2 separate regions of the Hordeum vulgare genome follow, and region 2 is linked to region 1. The links are chromatin contacts, called in public Hi-C maps. All regions are on one chromosome and are shown on one strand. The core of a region is the stretch at or near the end of the contact, and the rest is flanking DNA. Distances in the headings are between cores, read along the strand shown. Region 1 holds the start of LOC123431792. Region 2 holds the start of LOC123431930 (thioredoxin-like protein YLS8).

Region 1 (4,927 bases), core at 1,597-4,096:
CGTGCAACCGACTGTGTATTATAAGTACAATTTTTTGAACCTGCATAATATTTCTAAAATTTAATTAAAAATGTATTATTTTAAAAAAATTGCCAACATATGCGTCGTGTTTGTACCGAGAACGATATATGGTAGTAATAACAAGGGATTGTAACTAGTACTACCTCCATGTCAAAATATATGTTGATTACAACATCGAAAGTTTGAAATGATATCCACCGTGACATATGAGATATGAGTATGACCATCAACTTTGAAAATGTATTCTTCTAAATTTAAAAAACAATTCTATAAGTAATTTCATGATGAATCAGGCAGTATCAATTTGATGTTGTCAGTGGCAGTTATTCATTGTGTATTGAAAAATATTTGACTGACACAGATTCTAAACGGCATGTATTAGTACACAGACTACACTAACATATATAACGGGACTATTAGTAAACTGGATCTCACTTAAATATACTCTGGCTATGTGTAACTGAAGCCAAGTAAACCTTAACACAACTCTAATACTCTTACTAGGCTCAATAAGTCTAAAGCGGCAATGCTAAAGCGGCAATGCTTTCTTTCTGGGTTTAGACAAGACAAATGTACAGCAGAAAAAAAAAGGGACCAGTATTTCATAGCTCAGCCCTGACCTCTGTCTTCATCATGTCCTTCAACTTAAAAAGCTTCTCATGGAAATGATTAATTGATGTTTGTTTCTCCTCCTTGGACATGTACTTCTCCTTTGACAAATTATCCCGCGGAAGTACGTTAGGATCATGCAATGCACTGTTCTTGCTCCCTCCATATGTAAAACATCTTGCAACGCCTACAATATTAATTGGGAAGATTAGGGGACACGCCACATATTCAGATAAAGTATGAGCATCCTTTTTGGGAATAAACAATAAACAAAATACAACCAGATGTGTAGCAACAACAAAAAAGTGCATTCTCGATTTTCTTTGGCCAAACTTTATAGCTACAAATCGAGAATGCGTAAGCATTTCTCAGTTCTAGTGAACCCAGTAGGATCCAGAACATCTCATGTAACATCGGTCAGATTAGGTACAACCATGGAAATAAATGACATGGGATGTGTCCTATTTTGATTTTTCCAAGTACTAGCTCTTCTTCAGATTCTAGCGGCATACCACATTCACATGTCTTACATCTGCACTCTATCAGTAATGCTTTTGTTCTATCAATAATGTGCCAGGAAGCTAGACACCTAGACATACTATTTGTTTGCATTGCTTGCAGAAATACAACAGTGTCATATTTTGTAATTAATTCTAGTCTATGTGCCAAAACCAAATGCTGAGACAATCATTGAATGAACTTAAAATAGCAGAGCCGAAATAAAGACAAACAGAAGACCGGGCGTGCAGAAAGAATGTGTATAACCAGTGCTCCACATAGTTGTATGGTTTTTAGAATTCAAAAAGAAAATCCATTATGCAGAACAGATACATACATTTATGGTTGAGCAATACTTACCAATCGCACCAATTGCATCCAGACGATCTGCATCTTGCACGATTGCAAACTCAAGAGTGGTCTCTGCATTAAGCTTCTTTGAAACCTCATTTTTGAATCCTGCAGTTAAGATTCCAGGTGTAACTTTGTAAGAGTTAGACATACATTGTGCAATGGTATTAGAAAAGATCTCATACACACTAAGCACTACTAACGGGTATCGGATCAAGTAACAGATAACAATGGCAATCTTTGAAATAGCACAATGAAGTTTTATTTATTGCATAAAAAATTTGAGAATTGATGTTTGAAGAGATAATATGGACTGCTACTAAGCAAAATCATATACAGAGAAAAAATTAACATGCAGAATAAGCCGCAGCCCGCATGCAGGCATTTAAATTTTTTGGGTGAACTACACTAGAAAGAACTAAAATTTGAACAAAGTGCTCCAAGTGAGCTGTAGCATCGACCGAAAAGGAAAAAACATGGTACATGAAGCTGCTCCTTTTTCAATTATACAATATAACAATTCATCAAAACATGCACAAAGATGGACAACTCACCCATCCCTGTAATAATGGCCACTATTTCCTCCTTCTGTCCCTCCTCGAGACCCACCTCTCCAAGAAACCTTTTGACGATGCTCATATCCTCCGCATTATCCCTATCCATTCATCCCATCAGATACACTTACCAAGCATAGAACACTCCTCAACGACCGTACAAGACAATGTCACCGTAAAAAGAACATTACAAGACAACTACGAGACTTCTAGTATGAGATAAGCGGTTTAGCTAACTCTGACTCAACTTCGCTCTCACTCTCCAAGATCGAAAGAAGATACTATTTAGCAAAGCAACGAGAAGTTTACTCACTTGGTATACTTGTAATCACCTGCACGAACAGAGATAGCGATAAACGGGAGTTCCCCATCAGTTTTTTGTTCAAATGAGAGCTAATCGGCTCAAGCAAATCCGTACACAAAATCAATAACGAAGCAGCAGGGCAACTGCGACTTACCGATGTCGTGCAGGAGTGCAGCCAGTTCCACCTGCAGCAGTAACCCCCTCACGGATTAAACCAAAAATGTCGATAAACAAAATTCCGCTCATCAGGTGGAAGAATTGGCGAGGGGCTGTTACGACTTACGATGAGGAGGCGGTCCGGGGAGGAGACGCCCTGCTCGGCGGCGAGGGAGAGCGCGAGGTCCCGGACGCGGAGTGCGTGAGCGGCGTCGTGGGAGGCGTCGCGCCCGCTCATCTCCCTCTCCACTAGCTCCTCGGCACACCGCACCGCCGCCGTCATTTTTCTGTGCGCGGTGTGCAGAGCAGGAGGCGGCTGAGAGTCCGTTGGGGTCGGGGGCTGCTAGTGAGACACGGACAGAGAGATAATTGCACGTATCATTCCCGAACTTGCCGGCGAGGTCCAACTTTCATTCTGCAACTTGAGTATTGATCCAATACAGTCTTGATACTTACAAATACATCCACACTACGGTCCTGGAACTTAGGCAGCCAGTCCTGGCTCTACACTTGCGTACGTATCGCATATCAGCTTGCGTGCCACGTCATCACGGGTCCCGCCCGTCAGCCCCGGGCCCAGTAGTCATCGTGGAGCCCACCAGTGAGTGCGCGGCGCGGTGGTCATTTTGCGTTCCCCCCCCCCCCCCCCGTCTCTCTCTCTCTCCACTTCTCATTCTCTTCCCCAACTAAAAACAGAGGAAGGAGCAGAGCACTGTGAAAGGGCGCGGCAGCGGATGATCAGCGACCCGGCGGTCGTCCGATGGTAGTTCCTGAGGCGGAGGAAGCGACTTCGCCGTTGCCGCAGCCCATAGGAGTGATCTCGGCGATGATGAAGGACCCTCGACGACGGCTCGACGATCCAGAGCTTTGTGTTATCTATGCCAAGATCTTGTTTTAATACAGTCAAGAATTATCTGCGGGCTTTTGTATCTTCACTTTGCACTACTGCATGAGCCACACGAAATATGCAATCATTAGGATCCATTCCTATTACATTTAAAAGCACACCTCCATATTGTGTCTTCAAATGGCAGCCATCTAGAAAAATAACAGACCTACAAACAGATAAAAAAAACCTCTTGCATGCATCAAATGAGAAATAACATTTTTTAAATTACCCCTTATCTGAAAGTTCAACAAAGAAAGTGCTATCAGGATTAGATCTCCTCAACTCATTTGCATAGTCCCACAATAAATTGTATTGTACAATCTCATCACCATATATGATATCATATGCAATCTTCATAGCTCTCCCTAACTTGCCCCTTTTAATTTTCATATTCCAATTTTCTTGCACAAAACCTGCTAAGTTCTTCAATGAAATCTTCTCATATGCCCTAATCTTGTCAACATATTTGTGAGCAATGTACCTAGCTGTAAAGGCTCTAACTTGCCACTTCTTCTCACACGTATGCTCACCATTGAATGTCTTCGCCATAATTGAATTTGTCCTATTGTCCCAAGATGCATAGAGATACCAAGGGCATCCTTTCTCACACTTTGCACCAAGCCTTATTTTGTCATTGTTTGGGAATGTGATGTTCACCCTCTCTTTGCAAGTGTAATCTCTAACTGCTTTCCTCAAGAGCTCCACTGAAGAAAACAATTGGCTTGCATGGAACTGGGGCTCATGCATATCTGCAGCAGTAAAAGATTTGAAATTAAATTTCATTTCATCTACATCTAAATCTGGAGCTTCAAATTCCTCATCTTCAGAGTAGCACTCTTCCACCACCCTCCTCCCTTTCCTGTCTTGTAGTGGGCGAAGCTTCTCCTGCAACAAATCCTCATCCCAATCCTCTGAGTCATAGTCACTGTCAATAATTTCACGAATATAATCACTGTCAGAAGTATCTGAATCTAAATATTGTTCTTCACCCTCTTCTATATTTTGTCCTCTTGGTCTTAGTCTGACAAAGAATTGGTCATGACTCTGAATTTCATGATTTTCATCCACAACACTATAAGATGTGTTGCTTTCATTTAGATCTATGTTATCATTTGCATTGCTTGACTTCTTCATTGGACTGAAAACAACAGGAATTTGTGCTACTGGATTAGCAACAACATCATCCCATTCAGCTCCTCCTCCAGAAATGTGGCTATCCAAATGATCGAGGTATATTATTTGAAATTGATGCCCATACGATCTAGGTGTGCATCATTGCGCAATAGCCTAGCAGCACCTTCATTAATCTGACAACCACGGGGCAATCAGTAGATATCAATTATGCCAGCCTTTTCATAACCCAAGTGCTCTAATAATTCTTCAAAAATCTGTAATATGCCCACTCCATCCAAATAGCACCTATTGTTGCCATTGCCAAAGAAAAATCCACCATGTATCACCTCAACAGTGAACCACCCACTGTAATTCACTGCAAAAAAATACTAAAAGTTCAATCTTTGAACTGTACAGTAACAAAACCCTAGC
Region 2 (5,492 bases), core at 125-2,624, 550 kb before region 1:
AAATGGGCGACGGGACGGGGCGGCGGGGGGACGGGGCGACGGGCGACGGGACGGGACTAACCGAGGCAGAAACGGGCGACGGGACGGGGCGGCGGGGGGACGAGCCGAGGCCGACGGGACGGGACGGCGGGGGACGGGGCGACGACTGGGCGGGCGGCTACTCCAGCGATGCGGGGCGGTGGGGCGGCGGCAGGGCGGGCGGCGACGGGGCGGGCGGCGACGGCGATTGGGGCTGGGAGCGACGCGGGGTAGGGCGGTGGGGCGGCGGCGATTGGGGCTGGGAGCGACGCGGGGTAGGGCGGTGGGGCGGCGGGCACTGATCGGTGCGGGAAACAACGCGGGCCAACGAGTATAAGTCCCAATAAGCTCCTCCCTGAGAGTCTTATTTGATAAGTCCCAAATCATCACAATAAGTCCCAATAAGTCCCTTGTGTTTGGTTTAGGTGGGACTTATAGGGACTTCTTTAAGTCCCTAAACCAATAAGTCCCTGGAAACAAACACCCTCTTATATTAGTTCTTCAGTTTTATGGTTTAAAAAAAATTAGGGCCATATTTTGATTTTCGTCCGGGCCCCCAAATTTTTGGAGAAGGCCCTGGCGGCCAGGTATGGAACAGGCCATAGTGCTTTTGTTTTCAATTTTGTCAAGAAACTTGTGCACCACATCAAATCTGCAACAGAATAGAATGTAAGGTGATATGCAGCTCCCAGCATCAAGTGAAAGCATGAACCGAAGAAAAAAGGGGAGGCATCCTACATCCCATCCACTTCTGCTCTTTGCTGTAAAAAGGCTATAGCAATGGAAATACTGCAGGCACATTCACTACCATGGAGACACGGGCACTACCTAGGGAGCCACTTACAAGCATCAGCAAGAGCCACAGTTCCTTGGGTGATTCCGATCCCAAAACCTTCTCTAAATAAGAGCCACAGTATGTGTCCCAATCCCTCCGAAATTACACAAATCCATGTCCAGTACCACAAATCCAACATCCGGAGTACCACAAATCCAAGCAATTCACACAGCGTAACCGCAAACACAACCGATTACATAAAAGGTACGCTTGGTTAGGAGATCGATCGCCGATACCTGCATGCAGTTCTCGTCCCAATCATGGCCGAAGCGGATGATAACTAGCCGCTCCTCCTCGGCGAGGATGGCCTGGTCCACAGCCCATCCGGAGTGCAGGTGCGGCAGCAGGTAGGACATCGCCGCCTCGCGCTCGTCGCCGGTGGCCCCCGCTGATCGGCGAGGAGATTTGGGGATTTGGAACCACAGAACCGGTAGCCAGCAGACGGCGGAGGTGGAATGTGGAACGCAACACACTGAGATTCGATCGATTCTTTTTTTCCTTCGCAAAAAGGAAGAAGAGATATTCGGTAGAACCGCCTCGAACACCATGGAAACTTCCCGAGACTGCGCGATTTGCCGCGGCCCATGGCCCAATTGAGGACTTGTGTTAGGAGGCCTGCTGACTACACAGCACGAAAGAATAGGTTTTTGACATGTCGGCCCACTTAAGGTGAGCAGGCTTTTTTACGTTGTTCTAGTTGTTCTTTCAGATTCTAAAAAGAAAAAGAGTTGTTCTTTCTTTTCTCAAAAAGAAAAGTTTCTTTTTAATTTATTTTACTTATTCTAAAAAAAACTGCAAAAAGGCCATAGGGCATAAATTAAGTCGCACAACACCTTACAAAATGATCCTTACAGTCCTTACGGAAAATGAAAAATGCATCCAAATCTTTATGTGTCGAAGTGTTCGTACTGTTGTATCCATAGACGGTGCGCTGTAAGCAAATCTCGTTGTCTTCTTTAAACCTAAGACGGATCTAAAGGCACACACACCATCTTTCACATGCCACCTAACGAAACGAGTAAGCATCACCCAAACAAAGGGTGAGACCAAGAAACCTCATCACCATGAAGACCTACCTAATGCCAAGTGGGGAAACACATGGGTCCCATCGATAGATCCGGTCCTCCTGCACACCCACTCCGGTGAATCCGACAAAGAAGGAGGTCAGCGATCTGCTAGCAGAGGAGGATGACCGTAGAGGAAAAACCCTAGCTTTAATAATTACATCCAAGTAGATACTCGTTTTTACAAAATTTAAATTAAAAAACAAGTACTAGGAGCATACTACTGTAAAGGGTGCGCTTTATTGTGGGTATTATTAGAAGATTTCAGTAAACTCATTTCAAAATATGTATGTGTAAGTTCTTTTTTAAGTATAGAGTTGCAATGTTTAAGTGCACACTGAAATATCAAAATTTGGCACAGTTAATGCAATTTCAATGGTCACATCTTTTGCGAAATCATAAACTTAGGTTAAACCTAATATGCGAAGTAAGTGAAATGGAGAGAGTATGTATTTTCATGAAGATACATTTTTTCGTAAAAGGGGTGTATCTTTTCATAAAGACATTTATTTTTGAGTCGAGCGTTTCAATGCCCAGGCCCATGTGCATCCGGTCAAAAAATGACAAAACAATAAAAAAAACATTCCAAAATTTCTAAAAAAAAGCATGGTACAAAATTTATTGCGTGAGGTCCGATCCAATTTTCAGGTCATTCAGACATCTGAGTAACTCTTAGAAAAGACAAATCGGTTCAGAACATTGCATGAAAAGTAAACTTTTTTAAAATGAGACAAAAGACTTGCCTTTTCATTGAATAAGAAGAAGAGGGTGTTACAGAAGTTCAGTCTCGCCAAGCGGGAATATTACATAAGCCTACCCTCGCGGCATCAAATTACGCAAATGCTTAGCACCCGCCAGAGCCCAGATGGACGCATCATCCTTAATAATCTGCACAATCACGACCATCGAGGCAGCGTTGGATCTGAATACTCGGGCATTTCGCTCCAGCTCACAAGATGGAGCAAGGATGCCAAGGCTTTTCTTGACAGAGCGTTGTTGGTGATAATTTCATCCCACCATGCTCTCACCATGGCGTAGTTGGGCCAAAGAATTGTATTGGCATCCAGATGCAACCACGTGGGGACCTCATTCCTAACCCGAACGGAAAAGCGGCACTTGAACATGAGGTGTGTCGCAGACTCTCGCACTTGATTGCATAAGGGGCATCGATCGCGGTTGGGCCATCCACGGCGCTGGAGTCTGTCCACCTTCCAGATCCTATTTTGCGTGACCAACCATGCAAAAAAATTACACTTGGGAGGGGCCTAAGCCTTCCAAACGATGGTTTGCAAGTTTGAAAGAGTAAGACCTGCAAATTGCGCAAAATAGGCCGTCTTGACAGAATAGGCCCCATCATTGAAAAGCTTCCATAGGATGGTGTCCTGGACACCCGGTTGGATATCGACATCGATGAACTTGCTCCACAGAACAACAGATTATTCAATATGGACGGGCGATAATCCAGTTCATGTGTCAATCAATATGACGACACTCTAAATTTGTCTTTTTTGCCGTGAGTTGCTCAGATATTCAAGTAATTTAAAATTAAAGCGGACCTCACGCATCAAATTATCTATCATGTAATTATTTTGAATATTTTTTATTTTTTAGTATTTATTTTGATTTTTTTATTCAATGCGGGTCTGGACTCAGATGTGGATTGTCACATGTTTTTCGTTATGTGACGTGTATTTTCACGAAGAGAATCTTTTCACTGACATCTTTCCATTAATGGTGTGTGTGCATATTTTCACGAATAGACATATTTTCGCTAAGAGACATGTATTTTCAGAAACAAGCATCCGTCCAAGTTCCATCAAGGGACGTGTATTTTAAGAAAATGTCATGACTATTCGTAGGCTGACTACCAGGATCTGATGTACTTGATTGATCATTTTCATTTGTATAATCCAACGACTGTTTTTTTAGGATGACATGGCCTAACATGTATCCTGCATTAGGAGTCAAATTTAGAATGAAAAGGGACATGAGATTTTCTCTAGGTCTTTCTCCCCATGTAATTAGAAACAACATCATGTGGGAGACGATAGCAAAAATATCTTTTGGCCCAACACACATAACGTGTGATGTGAACCAACGCAAATCATTATATCCCCTTTCCTTCCTCTCGTCTTCAAAGTCACAGGCTCCCACTAACCACACTCTGTGTTCACGCTCTCACTACTTCACATCCTTGAAAGAAGTAACTGATCCGCATCCGCTTTTAAGTCCATGAGATACTCCGGTCCTGCAATGCCGATCCATGAGGCCATCAAGGTGGAAGACGAGGAGGAGGTTGCCATTGGCAACTTTGGTACATCAGGCCAGGTGCGCGGCGGCCAACAGGACTGCATGGCCATCTTCAGGAACGCCGCTCCTCATCCCACACCGGTCAGCAGTGGCATATTGTTTCATTTGAAATTTAGAATTTAGTGCTGTATTTTTGAACGTATTGCTCCACAACGATAAGGATTTGCATGTGTGCTGTCATATATTTTCTCAACACATTATTACTTTTTTTTCTTTTCCTTTTTCTTTTTGGAAAAGGAGGAAACGGCAACACAGTATTACTTGTAAGTTCTGAATTTAAATCATTTCCTCCCTGAGTAGTTAGTTTGCATGTGTGCGCATGGCATCTCGTGTATGGTATGAAATCTATGGGTTATCTTAATATCACAGTGCTAGTAGGTGGTACAGTATATGTGTGCCTCTTGCATAGCCAGAAACATGCAACGGTAAATGTTTTAGAGCACTCTTTTTGCTTACTTCCATTTGATTTTTCGCTTATTTTTCAGACTTGTGCATATGTGGTGTATGGACCTTGGTAGTTGATTTATAAAGCACAATGAAAACTTGTCTCGAAAAGATGTTTTGTTTCAGTTTTGAAAGCATGGTTTTTAACTACTTGTTTGTTGATGGATAGAAAACATAATAATTTACACCCACAAATGAATGTTATCGACGCCTTAGCAGACATCCTGGATAAGGCCAAGCTAGCCGGCCATATCCAGGGGTGGTTGGCCACCTCATCTCGGACGGGGGTGTTTCTCACCTCCAATATGCGGACGACACCATGATCATGGTCGCAGGCTCCGACTCGGACATTGCTAATCTTAAGTTCCTCTTACTCTACTTCGAGGAAATGTCTGGACTTAAGATTAACTTTGACAAGAGTGAGGTGGTGGTCCTTGGTTACTCTGAGGCTGAGCAGTTCGGGATCGCGGACAACCTTAATTGCAAGCTGGCTTTCTTCCCCATTTCGTATTTGGGGATGCCCCTCACTGAGTCCAGAATCCTGGTTAGTGGGTTTGATCCGCTTGTGGGACGAGTAGCGTCCCGTGCGGAGCCCTGGTGCGACAGGTTCACGTCTAAGGACAGCAAGACGGTCCTCATTAGCTCTAACCTTGCGAGCCTTCCCATGTATATGATGGGGATGTATATCTTGCCCGAAGGTATACATAGCGCCTTTGACAAGAGCTGGCTAGGTTTTTCTAGTAGGTAGGGGATGGTCGACCCAAATACCACATGGTGAAGTGGGTCAATATCTGCCTGCCGAAAGACCGAGGGGGCCTGGA

The links. Hi-C and Micro-C count contacts between places; a contact is called where the count stands out from the background.
Region 2: a contact with region 1 is called in a Hi-C map of leaf, with 7 times the contacts expected there. The contact joins the promoter of LOC123431930 here to the promoter of LOC123431792 in region 1. A contact is called at or near these places in 2 of 6 Hi-C or Micro-C datasets (leaf and seedling).

What each region holds. Positions count from the first base shown.
Region 1 is chr1H:294,448,012-294,452,938 of MorexV3_pseudomolecules_assembly, reverse strand. It overlaps LOC123431792, which reads right to left and starts at 2,846. Exons shown (of 7, transcript XM_045115357.1): 1 at 2,621-2,846; 2 at 2,492-2,522; 3 at 2,347-2,365; 4 at 2,034-2,134; 5 at 1,489-1,587; 6 at 642-817. The coding sequence starts at 2,776.
Region 2 is chr1H:294,995,495-295,000,986 of MorexV3_pseudomolecules_assembly, reverse strand. It overlaps LOC123431930 (thioredoxin-like protein YLS8), which reads right to left and starts at 1,374. Exons shown (of 2, transcript XM_045115359.1): 1 at 1,090-1,374. The coding sequence starts at 1,209.